Linked DNA regions of Hordeum vulgare: region 2 is linked to region 1. Evidence: chromatin contacts called from public Hi-C data. All regions are on one chromosome and are shown on one strand. The core of a region is the stretch at or near the end of the contact, and the rest is flanking DNA. Distances in the headings are between cores, read along the strand shown. Region 1 has its middle 13 kb from the start of LOC123449232. Region 2 has its middle 74 kb from the start of LOC123449232.

Region 1 (7,559 bases), core at 2,872-5,371:
ATATTTATTGCATTATGGGTCGTTAATACACATTATGGTACAATACTTATGTCTTTTCTCTCTTATTTTACAAGGTTTACATGAAGAAGGAGAATGCCGGCAGCTAGAATTCTGGACCAGAAAAGGAGCAAATATGAGAGACCTATTCTGCACAACTCCAGAAGTCCTGAAAAATTACCGAGAATTATTTTGGAATATATAAAAACGTTGGGCGAAAGAAATATATCAAGGGACCCAGCAGGTGGCCACAAGCCAGGGGCGCGACCTCCCCCCCCCCCCCCCCCCGGCACGCCCTGCAGGCTTGTGGGCCCCCTGGCAGGCCTTTGGTGCCCATCTTCTTCTATATGAAGGGTTTTGACCTCGAAAAAATCATATCATAACATTCGGGACGAAGCGTCGTCGTCTCGAGGCGGAACTTCGGCAGAACCAATCTAGAGCTCCGGCGGAGCTATTCTGCTGGGCAAACTTCCCTCCCGGAGGAGGAAATCGAAACCATCGTAATCACCAACGATCCTCTCATCGAGAGGGGGTCAATATCCATCAACATCTTCATCAGCACCAACTCCTCTTCAAACCCTAGTTCATCTCTTATATCCAATCTTTGTCTCAAAACCTCATATTGGTACCTGGGGGTTGCTAGTAGTGTTGATTACTCCTTGTAATTGATGCTAGATGGTTTACTTGGAGGAAGGTCATATGTTCAGATCCTTAATGATTATTAATACTCCTATGATTATGAACATGAATATGTTTGTGAGTAATTACGTTTGTTCCTGAGGACATGTGATAAGTCTTGCTATAAGTAATCATGTGAATTTGGTATTAGTTTGATATTTTGATGAGATGTATGTCGTCTCTCCTCTAGTGGTGTCATGTGAACGTCGACTACATGACGCTTCACCATTATTTGGGCCTAGGGGAAGGAATTGGGAAGTAATAAGTAGATGGTGGGTTGCTAGAGTGACAGAAGCTTAAACCCTAGTTTATGCGTTGCTTCGTAAGGGGCTGATTTGGATCCATATGTTTCATGCTATGGTTAGATTTATCTTAATTCTTCTTTCGTGGTTGCAGATGCTTGCGAGAGAGGTTAATCATAAGTGGGATGTTTCTCCAAATAAGGGCAGCACCCAAGCACGGGTCCACCCACATACCAAATTATCAAAGTAACAAACGTGAATCATATGAGCATGATGAAAACTAGCTTGACAGAAATTCCCATGTGTCCTCGGGAGCGCTTTGCTTTATATAAGAGTTTGTCCAGGCTTGTCCTTTGCTACAAAAAGGATTGGGCAACTTTGATGCACCTTTTGTTACATTTGTTACTTGCTACCTTTACGAATTACCTTATCACAAAACTATCTGTTACCGATAATTTCAGTGCTTGCAGAGAATACCTTACTGAAAACCGCTTGTCATTTCCTTCTGCTTCTCGTTGGGTTCGGCACTCTTACTTATCGAAAGGACTATGATAGATCTCCTACACTTGTGGGTCATCAGGAAGTCGTTTTGATGGCCTTTTTAATGGCTGCTTTAAAGAGATGATAAGTTACGATCTTATTGGCTAAAAATTATGAAGGGACTAACACCCCTTGCCCACTTACCTCATGCCTTGGTCATAAAGCTCTTCCTAGCAAGTTCAATACACCAGACTGAAGGGAGTACCACGAGCTTCTCTTTCTTCATTGATTACTTTTCAAAATATCTATTTTGTCTAGATATGTGTGATGTTATCACTTAGGCTATCTGTAATAGTGTGTCATAGCTAGTATTATCATGCATGTTAACTAGACAATTCTAATGAGATGACATCAAATTAAGCAAAGAAAGAAAAGGTTAAGAATCATGTTTTATATCAATATTGTATTAAATGATGAGCTGCTATGTATTATGCACAATAATAAATAAAGTCATCTATGATGCATGAGTATGATACTTCTCACTACAACTACGAGGCTTATGTTTCCACTATGGCTACTCGTATTGCTTTTATTGAAACAATACGTCATGAATATGGAGTCTGGCCGGTATAAAACGTTTTCATACTTTCCTTGTTTTCATTTCTTCGCATGTTAGGTTTATATAACAAGTTTGTAGAAAATATAGTAATATATACATCATCAAATCAATACCGCTGAATCATTGCATATATTTTCGGATCATATAAATTTATTACTGTAAAAGTCTACACTGTTTTTTATAAACTTGATCAAACTGTATAAAATTTGACTCCGGTCAAAATTAATAGGAGGAGTAAATAAAAACCGAAGGAGTAATATATATCTTAGTTTTGTAGTCTTGCATGTACTTCTCCCGTGCTTCAACCAGCCTCGTTTACGGCAAAGGGTGCGAATTAGATTTTGTATATGCGGGCGGCACATGCGAACTGACATTCCAAGCGACTGTTTGCCGATCTCGCCGCAGGTTTTGTAGACACGAATACATACAGCGCACGCATGATTAATCGTACGGTGTAATCGATACACGACTCTTTGGTGCCGCCGCAGCTTAGTAGGACTGCTCGACTCTTCACGTGCTCAGCCTGTTGCTTGCATGCCGATCTACAGCTCTGCGCGCAGGTCATGCAAACGCCGCATTGGGTAGAACTCAACAGAGTATACTCGTGTGAACAGTTCAGATCCGCAGTAGTACAGCGTTCCACAACCACAAGGTCCACAACCAGGAGTAGAGCAATTGTTCCTCGGGCCAACGGTGGGGCCAACGTGACCCTTGGCCCTTCTCAGCCGGCACAGGCGCGACGGCTACGAGACGGTTCCATGCATGCATGCTTTTTTTTTAAAAAAAAAGTTAAACTTTCGGTGCAGCCATCTTATTAATTATTCCATAAAGATTTAACAAAAGTATACATTAATCCATCCAAAGCCACCCCTCACACCTACAAACTCGATAATGTAAAGTGCTCTTACTTCACATATCTAATACCGGTGTTGTTTTCAATTCATCCACATAACGTATCGAGAACAACAGCCGATACAGCACACCTAAAATGCACAACTTACGCACACGCTTTACCAGCCGCCATCCATGCATGCATGCACGCCCATATGCATATGCATGACGACACGCATCGTCCGATCTGGTGAATGTAATTAGCAACCACCAGCTGAAAAGGAAAAAGAAGAACTTAGGGATCATGAGTCGTGTCAGCAGCTAGCCAGCTAAACACGACCCGATCCTAATCCTGTCAAGCATCAATTGATTCCAACAGCCGAGCAAGGCTGGATGGAACCCAACGACCGACCGTTGGACGATGGACTGGCCAGCCCAGGCCCAGCAGCCAAGCTGCAAAATCAAGCGCACGGACGGGCGGGGCAAGGTGGTGGCGGTGGGCGGCCACGGAAAAACAGTGGTCTTCTCTTCCCGCTGCCGCTATGCGTCGGTCGCACGGCACACCGCATCACCGGCGTCGCCGTCGCGCGGGGCGTCGGCGTCGGGCGCGCACGCACTCGCTGACGCACGTGACCCCGGACATGCCAGGGAAGGAGAGCGCCGTCCGTGCCGTGCCGACCGATCGGACGAACGCGTACGCGCCCGAACTACACCGACCGGTCCCCCATGCATGAACGGGCCAACAGCCACGGCGACCCCGACGGGCGAACCCCCGCCTCCGCGCACGGTCCAGCGCCGTACGGCCCGCAGCCCGGCCCCATCCGCCGTACGTCGCCCTCCCCCGCCGCTGTCAGGCCGGCCTGGTCACCACGACGCGGCTGGCGGCGAGCTACACATGCGCGCATCACTGCACACCAGATTGCATATCTCGCGGGCGGGCGGGAGTGACAGTGACGACCCTAGCTGGCGCACGCACGCACTATTCATGGTCCTGCATATCATTGGGACGGGCCCCCCCGGGGTTGGAAGGCCTTGCACCTTGGAGTCGAGCGCAGTGTGGGTGGGTGGGTGTGCGTGTGTGCCCATGGATCTCCCGCGCGATCCACCATTAAGACCGCACAGCTGCAGCCCACTGTTCGGAAGAAGAAGCCTGCGTGGACGATGGATCGATCGATCGTCCATCCATGGGTGGTCGTAGCTTAGCTCGGTCGATCACGGACCGGATATTTGGGTCGGGTCGGGTGCATGCACAGGGGATCGATCGCACGCTAACATGTGGACGGCGACGGCGACGGTCCCGACGGCCGTACCAACGGGATGGATCGCGTACGTCTCTTTGTCCCGCCGCGTCGAGGCTTATTTATTCGCCATTTTTTTTTCTCAGCTGCTGGCCTGCAGCTAGCTGGGGTCGCTGACTGACGGGACTAAAAAGTTTGCAGATTAATGTGGGGCGACCTCTTCTCTGCCATTTGAATTCTTTTGTAGGAGCATGGTATATATGCTAGCTGAGGTAGTACTAGTACTTATGGTACGGGTTTCCTTCTTCGACGCTGTTCACTGTTCCATCGGCGGGCGATCGATCGATCGGGTGGGGCTGGACCATTATTTCGCTAATGCTTAGTTATTTATTTTCTCTTTTGTTTACACACGTTTATCAACACGGTAGCATGAATGTGTGCTATAACAGTTTCAATGAGGGTTTCGTGCATGATATATAGTACCATGCAGATCGATCAGCTGAGCCACCGGTACCCCTGGGAAATGAGAAACTTCACATGAAATAATACTCAACCAACGCATACTACGTATACAAGAATCAGGAACAGTTCACACGTCCCAGCGGCACGCAAGACGAAACGGTGGGCGTCCATCAAACACGTCGACAACATGCGTGAGTCGCAGGCTCACGGCCTGAGCGCCGTATGAACTTTACGGGAAAGCGCTAGTACAATTTCCCAGAAGATACGTTGTGAAGAACTTTCGGTAACCCTGTCGTGCATGTTCTAGTCTAGTCAGTTCCATTTCTCGAACTATGCAACAGTTCTTTCGTGGCCGCACTTTTGGCCGTTTCTTTTGGGGGTGATATCTTTCCTCCTTTTGCAATGGCCCGTGCAGCATGATTACGGGGCTCCTACAACAGGCATGGCCATGCCATTGCCACCAGAAAGCTCGCACAGTGCTAAGCGTAGGAGGGCTGGAAAAAAAGCCTTTGACTGGTAGAAAAAGAGGATGCGTGCTGCATGCATGCATGGGCTTTGCCTTTGCATATTGCATTGCATGACCCCAGCCCATTCCGCTACTCATGAGTCACACCAAGCCCCTTGCAAGTTGCAACAGTGCTTATCGTCGGCTTGTTGTTGATTGGCAGGCACGTCGAAAGAAAGAAAAAAACAAGGCAACCACCGAAGAGCACTGTGCGATTACTACTACTATTTGATGACAGAATTATCTGTTGGGCAGTTAGCTCAGCCTGTTCTGGCTGGCCTGCAGCTTTCCTGAAGCCTGATAGTAACAAATTAACCATATGTCATGTAGTACATATGGAACCTAATACACTTTTCGAGTGAGCGCTGATTTGACCTCATTTCACTAGAAGACGTGTCGGCAGACCCTGTGCCAGCCATCATCAGCAGGTTAAAAAAGGGAAAGGGAAGTAGAACAGCAAGTAGTCTCGGGAAAGATGTTTTGATGTCCCTCGACACCATGATTCACGAACGTGCATGAACAAAAAGATGATGCGGGGGCGAAAAGAAAGAAAGGCCTCCATACATTAGACTCTCTCGCTATATATATATATATATATTTACAGCATATACTTTTACCCATATAAAAAAACTAAAAAGCGCGAACGCAAGTGCACAAGGATGTGTCGACTGCTCGAGAGACAAAGAGGCTGTTAAGATCAAAGGGCCACTTGATGAGCTTAGCATCAGATTGATGTCCCCAAGAACTGACCAGGTTAGATGGAAAAGGGTGAGTAGTGCATGCTGAAGTGTGTTGAATTGGGCTGCTGCCTCAGATCCTAAATGGGCTAGCCATCATTTGTCACGGCCACTTGTCACCGCCCCCTTGGCCGCAACGTCGCGGCTTATCGCCCCGTTGGGCACTCGCGGGGACACAGACATGAAATGCTCTCTTGCTTTCCCCTATTTTGCCGCGTAAAGCTCACCTCGCAACCAAAGAAAAAAAAAAGACTACCTGAAGAAGACGCAAATGCAGGGGCTCTCGCGACAGCGAAAGACACGTAGAATTTTTATCAAGTGACGAGAAAAAGCTAGGGTTTGTACTACTCGATCGGCATGCATGCAGGTAGCGCAGATGATGCCAATCGAACCAGGTCTGGTTAGTGGTCAACGACACACTGATATAGTGAAATTGTTGTCGCTGGATATGGTAGGTATCCTAGGAGAGGCGCTCGCTCGTGCAACGCCACGACGTACGTGGCCCTGCAAGGTGCGGGCCTTTCTGGTAAAAGACGGAGGGAAGGCCCTATATATAAGCTAAGCTATGAATGGCTTTTCGATCGGCCCACCTTGGAGCACTGTGTGTGCGTGTGAGTGGACACATGCATTTGCCCACTAAACGCAGAAATCGCGAGCGGCCGAGCTACTTGAACACACATGCTCGGATGATAGATAGATAGATATAGATAGATAGGGATAGGCTACTCGACGGCCGAGTGCACGCACGCACGCACATGAAGCAGCTGGGCAGTCAAAATACGGAAGCACTCAAAGGTGGCAAATTGTGCAAGCATGTGCTGAAATTTCGAGTGGCACGGATATTTGGTGCCGTCTGGTCTGAAGCTGTGATGATGAACTCCAACCCGGCGGTCCGAGCGAGATAGATACTGGACGATGGTTCCCTCCCGCGGTAGACGACAAACCCGTCCACTTGTGATCAAGCGCAAATGACCACAGGAATGAATGTGGCGATAATGGAGGGCTGAGTAGATTTGGGAACATGGTCGATGGTGTCTACTGTCTACAACTTGGCAGCGGGCACAGCACACATCTGGAGCACCACGTACAGTACAGGCGCGGCCACAGCACTGACCCAAGCTAGAGTATGGGCGTCAAACGGAGCAGTAGCGCGCGTGGGCCGGCTAAGTGCTGGGCGACGCGGCCACGCCAAATTATGAGCTACTCCCTTGAGCTAAAACCACGTCAGTTATTTCCGAATGGAGGTTTAAAGGCTTTACAAGAAAAGAAAAAAGAAAAAAAAGGGCCGCTTGCACCCCTAAACCCTAAGCCCTTGCCTGACCTGTCTATGACCGATGGTGTTGCGACAACGCACAAGATCCCTTTGTCAGATCACGAAACGTGCACCAGATATATAACATTGTTACTGCTTCTGTGCCGTACCAAGGATAAACTTGAACCTAAAAGACCAGATGCCAGGCGCCTCAAGGTCACAAACAATATAAGCAGCAGCGGCGCGCCTGAACCGCACTATTTCTGCTCCGACTAGGACTAGTTATCCTGGTGATGCATTTACCAGGCATAACGGGCTCAAGAAACCCAGGCGGCAAGCAGGATATACTACTTGAAACAGTGTGCGTCAAAGGATCGAGAATTTGAAATAGCAACGCCGTGCAGTGGACGATCTGCCGACAATAGCAACACAGGAAAGAAATTTGATCTAGGTGAACTGCAACAGAGAAGCTGGAAGCCTGAGATGGGCGATTATATTCGCACTTGGCATGCTAAATA
Region 2 (6,912 bases), core at 3,930-6,429, 59 kb before region 1:
ATTCAGTCTGCTATACCAAGATTTGCAGTTGCACCTTCACCACTCTAACCTCGATCCATTCGGGGGCTAATTATGGGGTTATAGCCCTAGGGTAGGGTCATAGGCCTGACCTATAGTACCTACCCAAGGGCACCTCATTATTAGCTTAAGGATCACAAGATACTTACCGACTGAATTAAGACAACCTCTGATCCACTCGGTGAAGAACCACTCAGAAGGTTACCTAATACTCGACGACTGGATTCCACTCGGTAAATACCTGAAACCAGTCGACATAGAAGACGAGAAGCCACTCCAGCAAGGGTAACGATCAGACGTTAGACTACTATAGTTAATGTCCTTTATGGCATACGTTACCCGTAATGTATGCATTTAATCCCACTTATTACACCCTTGAAGGCTGGACACTTATGAGGGGCGGCGCACTCTATATAAGCCATCCCTCCCCTCTGGCACAAGGGTTCGCATTCTGTAACATTCATATTCCATTCGACACTAAAGCTCCAAGAGCACTGAAACGTAGGGCTGTTACCTCCACCGCAGAGAGGCCTGAACTCATACAACCTTGTCGTAGCTAGGACTCTGCCCTCTACTTTCGTACCCTACACATCTACTGTCAGGCTTATATCCACGACACTGAGGCCTAAGAAAACCAGCCCACCACTAGTGGGGACACGGCCTTTAGTCCCGGCCTGTAAGGGGCTTTAGTCTCGGTTCACCAACCGGGACTAAAGGCCTAACCTTTAGTCCCGGCCCTGTTCCAAGCCGGGACCAAAGGTGCTCCACGTGGGAATCCATTCGCCGCAGAAAAAGAGAGGCAAAATAGGGCAAGGATCCGTCTCGTTTTTTTTTGACCCGAAAAGGTAGATTTTTTTTAATTTTTTTCAAATTTTATTTTTGAATATTTTTTATGTTTTATTCCAATTTTCTAATCTTTGAATTATTTGACAATTTAATCTCTAATCACCCATCCTCACTGCTCTAGCGTGAATCACTCATTTCAATCGTCTAACTTCCCGGCCGATCACCCATCCTTTCACTGCTTCAGCCCGAGCACGCTTAACTTTCTGGTTCTATCGCCCCTAGTTGCCAAGTGTACACTTGTTGTTTACCTGTAATGTATGCATTTAATCCCACTTATTACACCCTTGAAGGCTGGACACTTATGAGGGGCGGCGCACTCTATATAAGCCATCCCTCCCCTCTGGCACAAGGGTTCGCATTCTGTAACATTCATATTCCATTCGACACTAAAGCTCCAAGAGCACTGAGACGTAGGGCTGTTACCTCCACCGCAGAGGGGCCTGAACTCATACAACCTTGTCGTAGCTAGGACTCTGCCCTCTACTTTCGTACCCTACACATCTACTGTCAGGCTTATATCCACGACACTGAGGCCTAAGAAAACCAGCCCACCACTAGTGGGGACAGGGCCTTTAGTCCCGGCCCGTCGTCTAACTTCCCGGCCGATCACCCATCCTTTCACTGCTTCAGCCCGAGCACGCTTAACTTTCTCGTTCTATCGCCCCTAGTTGTCAAGTGTGCACTTGTTGTTTTCCTAACAATAGTAAGCTATCAATCCTAAACAACTTGGGTCTTGATGTCATGTCACATGATTTAATTTTTTGAATTACAAACAATTATTAAAATAAACTTAATAAGTAACAATAATAGTGAATTTCAATGAAAACAACCTAATATTTTTAAATAAAATTATTTTTCTTTTTTTTGGAAAAAACTTCTTTTTGAAATAACTTTTTTTCCATTTGGAATTTTGAGCATGTGAGAAAACTTCACCGGGCAAGCCCGGGTGAAATCGAGTACCAATTTTTTCTAGTTTTTTTTATATATTAATTTTTTTTGGGCGTCGTATGCAAAAGTTATGGCCGTTTATTTTTTTTCCTTTTTTTGCAAAAACGGTCAAAATTCATATCTCAAAATTTCTATACCGACTAGACACTAAAATCTAACAACATCTCAAAGGATTTTATTTTTTGAAGATTTTATCATTTTTGTTTATTTTTTGAAGATTTTATCATTTTTGTTTATTTTCCACAAAACTCAAAGTATCAAGGTTTCAGACGAAAACCCATCTGCTACAAGGCTTTTTTTTAAAATTAATTGAACTGTAGATTTTTTTGTTTTTGCATTAAATATGCACCATACTACAAGATGTTAAAATCTACATAAAGAACTAACTAAAAATAATAAAAAACAACAATTAAATGACTAAAACAACTATATAAGCAAAACAATATTTCTTTAATTAAAATCCTAATTTAAATTATTCTAAAATAACCAAATAAATCTTACTGTGACAACAATCTAACACATGAGTGGGAGCAAAAAGAATTAAATTAAAAACTATTTGTAAACTCAAGTTATTCAAAAACTGGGTTTGAAGCAAATTTAAACAAATTCAAATTTAAAACCATTCAAATTTAAAAACTAATGGCACAAACAGAAACTAGACAAAATTTTGAATCTAATGCAAAAAAGAATCAATCAAAAACATCAAATATCCTAAAAGATATAAGCAATTTAAAACAGAAACTACAAACAAGAATTTAAAAACAGAAAAAATAATCCGAACACCTTTAGTCCCGGTTCGTGTCACGAACCGGGACTAAAGGTCTATCCTTTAGTCCCGGTTCAAGACACCAACCGGGACTAAATCCTCCAAACCCTTTAGTCCCGGTTCGAGACACGAACCGGAACTAAAGGTCCAAGACACGAACCGGGACTAAATCCTCCAAACCCTTTAGTCCCGGTTCGAGACACGAACCGGGACTAAAGGTCCCATTTGAACCGGGACTAATGCCCGACCGGCGCCTTTGCCACTCGAATCGGGACTAATACTAACATTAGTCCCGGTTCGTAAAGGAACCGGGACTAATGTGTTTTTCGAGCTGGGACGAAAGCCCTTATTTCTGCTAGTGCACATAAGTGACTGCAAGGCAATAATTGATGATGGTTTCAAAGCCAACTAAGATAGTGGACGTTTTGGTTCAAAATGTTGTTTTTTATTTTAGATAGTCCCACTTTGCCTTCTTACATCTAATACATCCAATTTATATAGGCTTTTCAGTTTCCTGCTTATCAAGGACCTATCATGGAATCAATAAGCAAAGGCTGGAAGAGAGTTTAAGTTAAAGAACAAAATCCATGAGACATGCACGTTGCACCATTCTACACATGGTCATCAAAAGAATGAAAGGAATTGAGTCCAGGGAATATATAGAAGGCAAGCTGTCCAGCAAGTCAGAATATGTAATGGGTCTTCATTTTTCTTTGGAGTGAGAAAAGAATGTCTTGGTTATGCCATTATTTTTCTTCCTTCATCAGTTGGCCAACCCGGGAATTCAACGTCAGAACCAAGTTGCTCCAATCTATAACCCGGCAGTGGGTTTTGGTCCGCACGAGCAGTATTCTTGCAGTAGAACCAAGTTTTGGGAAAGGACTAGTTTTCCTTTTTTGAATGGAAACACCGTCAAGCTCCACGCTGGGGCCATTTTTAACTATAGTTTGGTGGTTCAAATCGAAGAACTCTCTAAAAAAGAGTCACAGATGACTCAATTTAAAGATACGCTTCACAGAGCACCTGGAATTGGTAGATATTAGTCATTGAATTGGGACCAATATCCTGAGGCGTGAGGTTGAAAAGGTGAAGGAGATCTCTAGAGAACTTTGAGCCGGGCGACCTAAATCCTTTCTTTACATGGTAAGTAAAACAAATTATTTCTCCTTGCGCGGGTTGTGGGGAACTTTCTTCATCACGCGCTCGCGAGCTGATTATGTTCTGAGCCAGCAAAACACCTTCCGTGACGAGATTCTCTAAAGTCGGAACAGATTCCTGGGATCTGAGCCAACCACAAATTTTGCTGGTCTAGGGAGGCATGGTGATTTAAAGGGATCAAATGGGTCATGCACATTGCACACTCATTCTATACATGTATAAAATCAAAGGAGGATTAACCTGGGAGAAAATTACATGCACGGTTAATTGATGGTGGGTTAGCTCTCAGCAGTATAAGGGTCTGCATATATATTGGGAGCTTTTTAACTACGTCTTCAGAATTTAATCAATGACAATGAATTACATTTTGATCAATTCTCTCATCGAAAGATGAAGTGATTGCATACTTAATTTTAGTGCTACTTCCAAAATTTGTTGCTTTAGCCAATTGAGATAAAAAATAGTTACAATGCTTATCTTAATAACTTCAACAATACAAAGTACATTAAATTTGACTGTGGCCAGTCATCCTGCATTCTGATCTTTACTCATTAGCGAAACACGACATGCAAGTCGAATAATGCATACACTTTCACTCACAAAAAATAAAATAACCTATGCATTTGTTTGACTTTTTTTGCAAAGATGGTCTTCAAACAACAATTCTTCTTGATGTTTGGGATATTTTACCATACTTATTACTCCCGTTGTACTAATCTTTTAGGAAATAATAGTGATTGTATTAAGAATGTTGGACTGCAATAAACTTTAATCCCGTTGTAATCTCACGGGCCCTTTTCCTAGTCTTCCCAATGGATGAGTACATTATGAGGCCGAGATTCATTGCACCTTTGGTACTGTCAGCAGATCACATGCAGCGTCCATCAAGCGGCGGTCGACGCTCCACCCCCCGAAGGAATCGCCTTTTCCCAGCGCCGCCGCGGTTAAGCCCGCCCGGGTAAGAACAAAACCATGCCACGCGAATCAGTCGGTACGACTTGACATGCAACGCCGATTGATTTTGAGATTTTTGAGGTCGCATCGATCGTCCGCTCTTGCCGCTACGTGCGCCAATGCTCCAATCTTTTTTCCTGACGAGTGACGAGACGGGCGACAAAATCTTTTGATCAGGAGCACGCAGTCCAATCCAATCCAATCAAATCAAATCAAAACCGCACGGCCTGAGAACGATGCCGGGTCGACCGTCAAAACCGAGCTCATCCGTTCTCATCCGGTTCACGATATAGCTGCCGCTCGTCGCTACCATGAGGACACGTTTCCGTCGCTCTGCCAGAACTTAATCAGGAATCTGCCATGTACAGATACATAGCATGTATACCACTATTAACATGCGTTGATCCTGAACGTTTGAGACCAGCTAAAGCACACACAAACAGCTCAATCACATTCACATGTATCTTTCAGATAAACGGTGGACAGTTACCTGACGTCCCTCGGTTCGCCACTAATCGTCCGTGGAAAATGGACTCCTGTGTGTGTTGCTGCAGTAGTCCCAAGCCGGTCGAAGCGGAACAACAATCGGTCAGAACGATCGGTCGAAAGGGACGTCGCACTCGTTATCAGTTTATCATATCTGGCCACTTCTTTTCCTTGGTCCAAGAACACTAGTGAGTACCTGGCTCAACCCCTGCTTCAGATCCCATGTGTGCAAGGCAGAGGCATGGGGCTAGCCGTGTCTCGCTCAACTGGGCAGATAAGGATGTCTATCGGGACAACTATTTCGAGCTCGTCCGACTTGCGTGGGCGAGTGCAGCACGATGGGTTCTAAATTCGTCAGTGCGGCCACGTTAGGGTCGAAAGGGTGCTGTTATGCCCGCAGACTACAGAGGGCTCTAGAACCTGAAAATTTTAAGCTCTTGAGCTCCAAGTTTGTTGCTATATTACCTATGTATTGCTTGCTTTCTGGACCAACTATGTCGGAATTAAGCTCTTGAACGCCGAGCTATTAAATACCTTCATCTTTAGGCAGATTCACCTGAATCTATTCCGGTGTAACAAAGAAATTGAGGCAGAGTTGAGTTGATCCTCCATAGGGCCACACACAAGAGACATCGACAATTTCTATCCTTGGTACTCCCTCTGTACATATAGTAAGACGTTGTCCTCGTATAAGAGCGCTCCTAGGAATGGACGAGAGTTTCAAGACTGCTCTTGCCGGCGTCGCCACGGATCTGCATCGCCTTCCGTGGCCTTAGGGCCATGATGACATGGTGGACCTTGGCTCTTGCCCGTGGAAGATCTCTTCCTCCGTTTTTACATGTGATATTTAGTTTGCTTAGGATTTGTGTTTTATTCAGAAAGATGAGCCGGCGTCGACTTTTTGATGATGGAATAAGTTTTGCGGCGTGTAGAGATGTGTCTCCGACCGATATCACGGGATTCGTTCGGTACTTTTCTTTGATGGATATGTTTGGATCATGTCTTCGTTCATCCGCATTCGTGTCTTTATAGGTTGGATCCTTTGAATCTACACTTCTTTTCTTCGGCGACGGTTGTTGTTCTGATGCACAGGTCTTCTCGGACCTCAGCACAACGACTTTCCAGTTGTTTACAACAAGAAGGTTTGTCCAACAAGGTTTGTTCGGCTCTCATGAGGTGGGACGACGATGACATTGTGCCTTCAATTCGTTCCATTGCTTGTAGTCGTTGTTGGATGGTCTACGAACTTATACATAATTGCTATTACTTTTGATATTCTTTGTAGTGACATGACGTTTGATGAATAGATTGATCATTTTTCTCAAAAGATAGTAAGATGTTTTACGCACTCGTGTAAGTCTCTAAAAACGTCTTACATTTATTTATTTGGGAGGGGGTCCAATTTATTCATCAAAAAGATCATGCATGTTAACAAGCAATTTGTTTACGAGCAATTTGTATTGCTTTATGCACCTATAACAACTTGCTTGAAGAATCTTACTCATTTCATAGGTAGGTATGATGGACTCTTATGGCAAGAAACTGGGTTTAAGGGTTATTGATGCATAAGTAGTATCTCTACTTAGTGCGAATTTTTGGGATAGCACAAGATCCTAAGCAAGCACCACATGTTAGAGGATCCATGGCAATATAACTGCTATGTGAATATAAGTAAACATAACCATTACGTTGTCTTCCTTGTCCAACGTCAACTATTTGATCAAGTTTAAAAATAA

What was found. Hi-C and Micro-C count contacts between places; a contact is called where the count stands out from the background.
Region 2: a contact with region 1 is called in a Hi-C map of leaf, with 2.1 times the contacts expected there. The contact joins two enhancer-like sites. A contact is called at or near these places in 3 of 6 Hi-C or Micro-C datasets (leaf and seedling).

What each region holds. Positions count from the first base shown.
Region 1 is chr4H:516,907,828-516,915,386 of MorexV3_pseudomolecules_assembly, reverse strand. No RefSeq gene overlaps it. Among protein-coding and RNA genes, the nearest start is that of LOC123449232, 13 kb to the right of the region's middle. Within about 2 kb of position 4,121, at least 3 of the 3 cell types and tissues checked have open chromatin away from gene starts, as enhancers often do. A contact at or near this core is called in leaf, where this site is marked.
Region 2 is chr4H:516,969,003-516,975,914 of MorexV3_pseudomolecules_assembly, reverse strand. No RefSeq gene overlaps it. Among protein-coding and RNA genes, the nearest start is that of LOC123449232, 74 kb to the right of the region's middle. Within about 2 kb of position 5,179, at least 1 of the 3 cell types and tissues checked has open chromatin away from gene starts, as enhancers often do. A contact at or near this core is called in leaf, where this site is marked.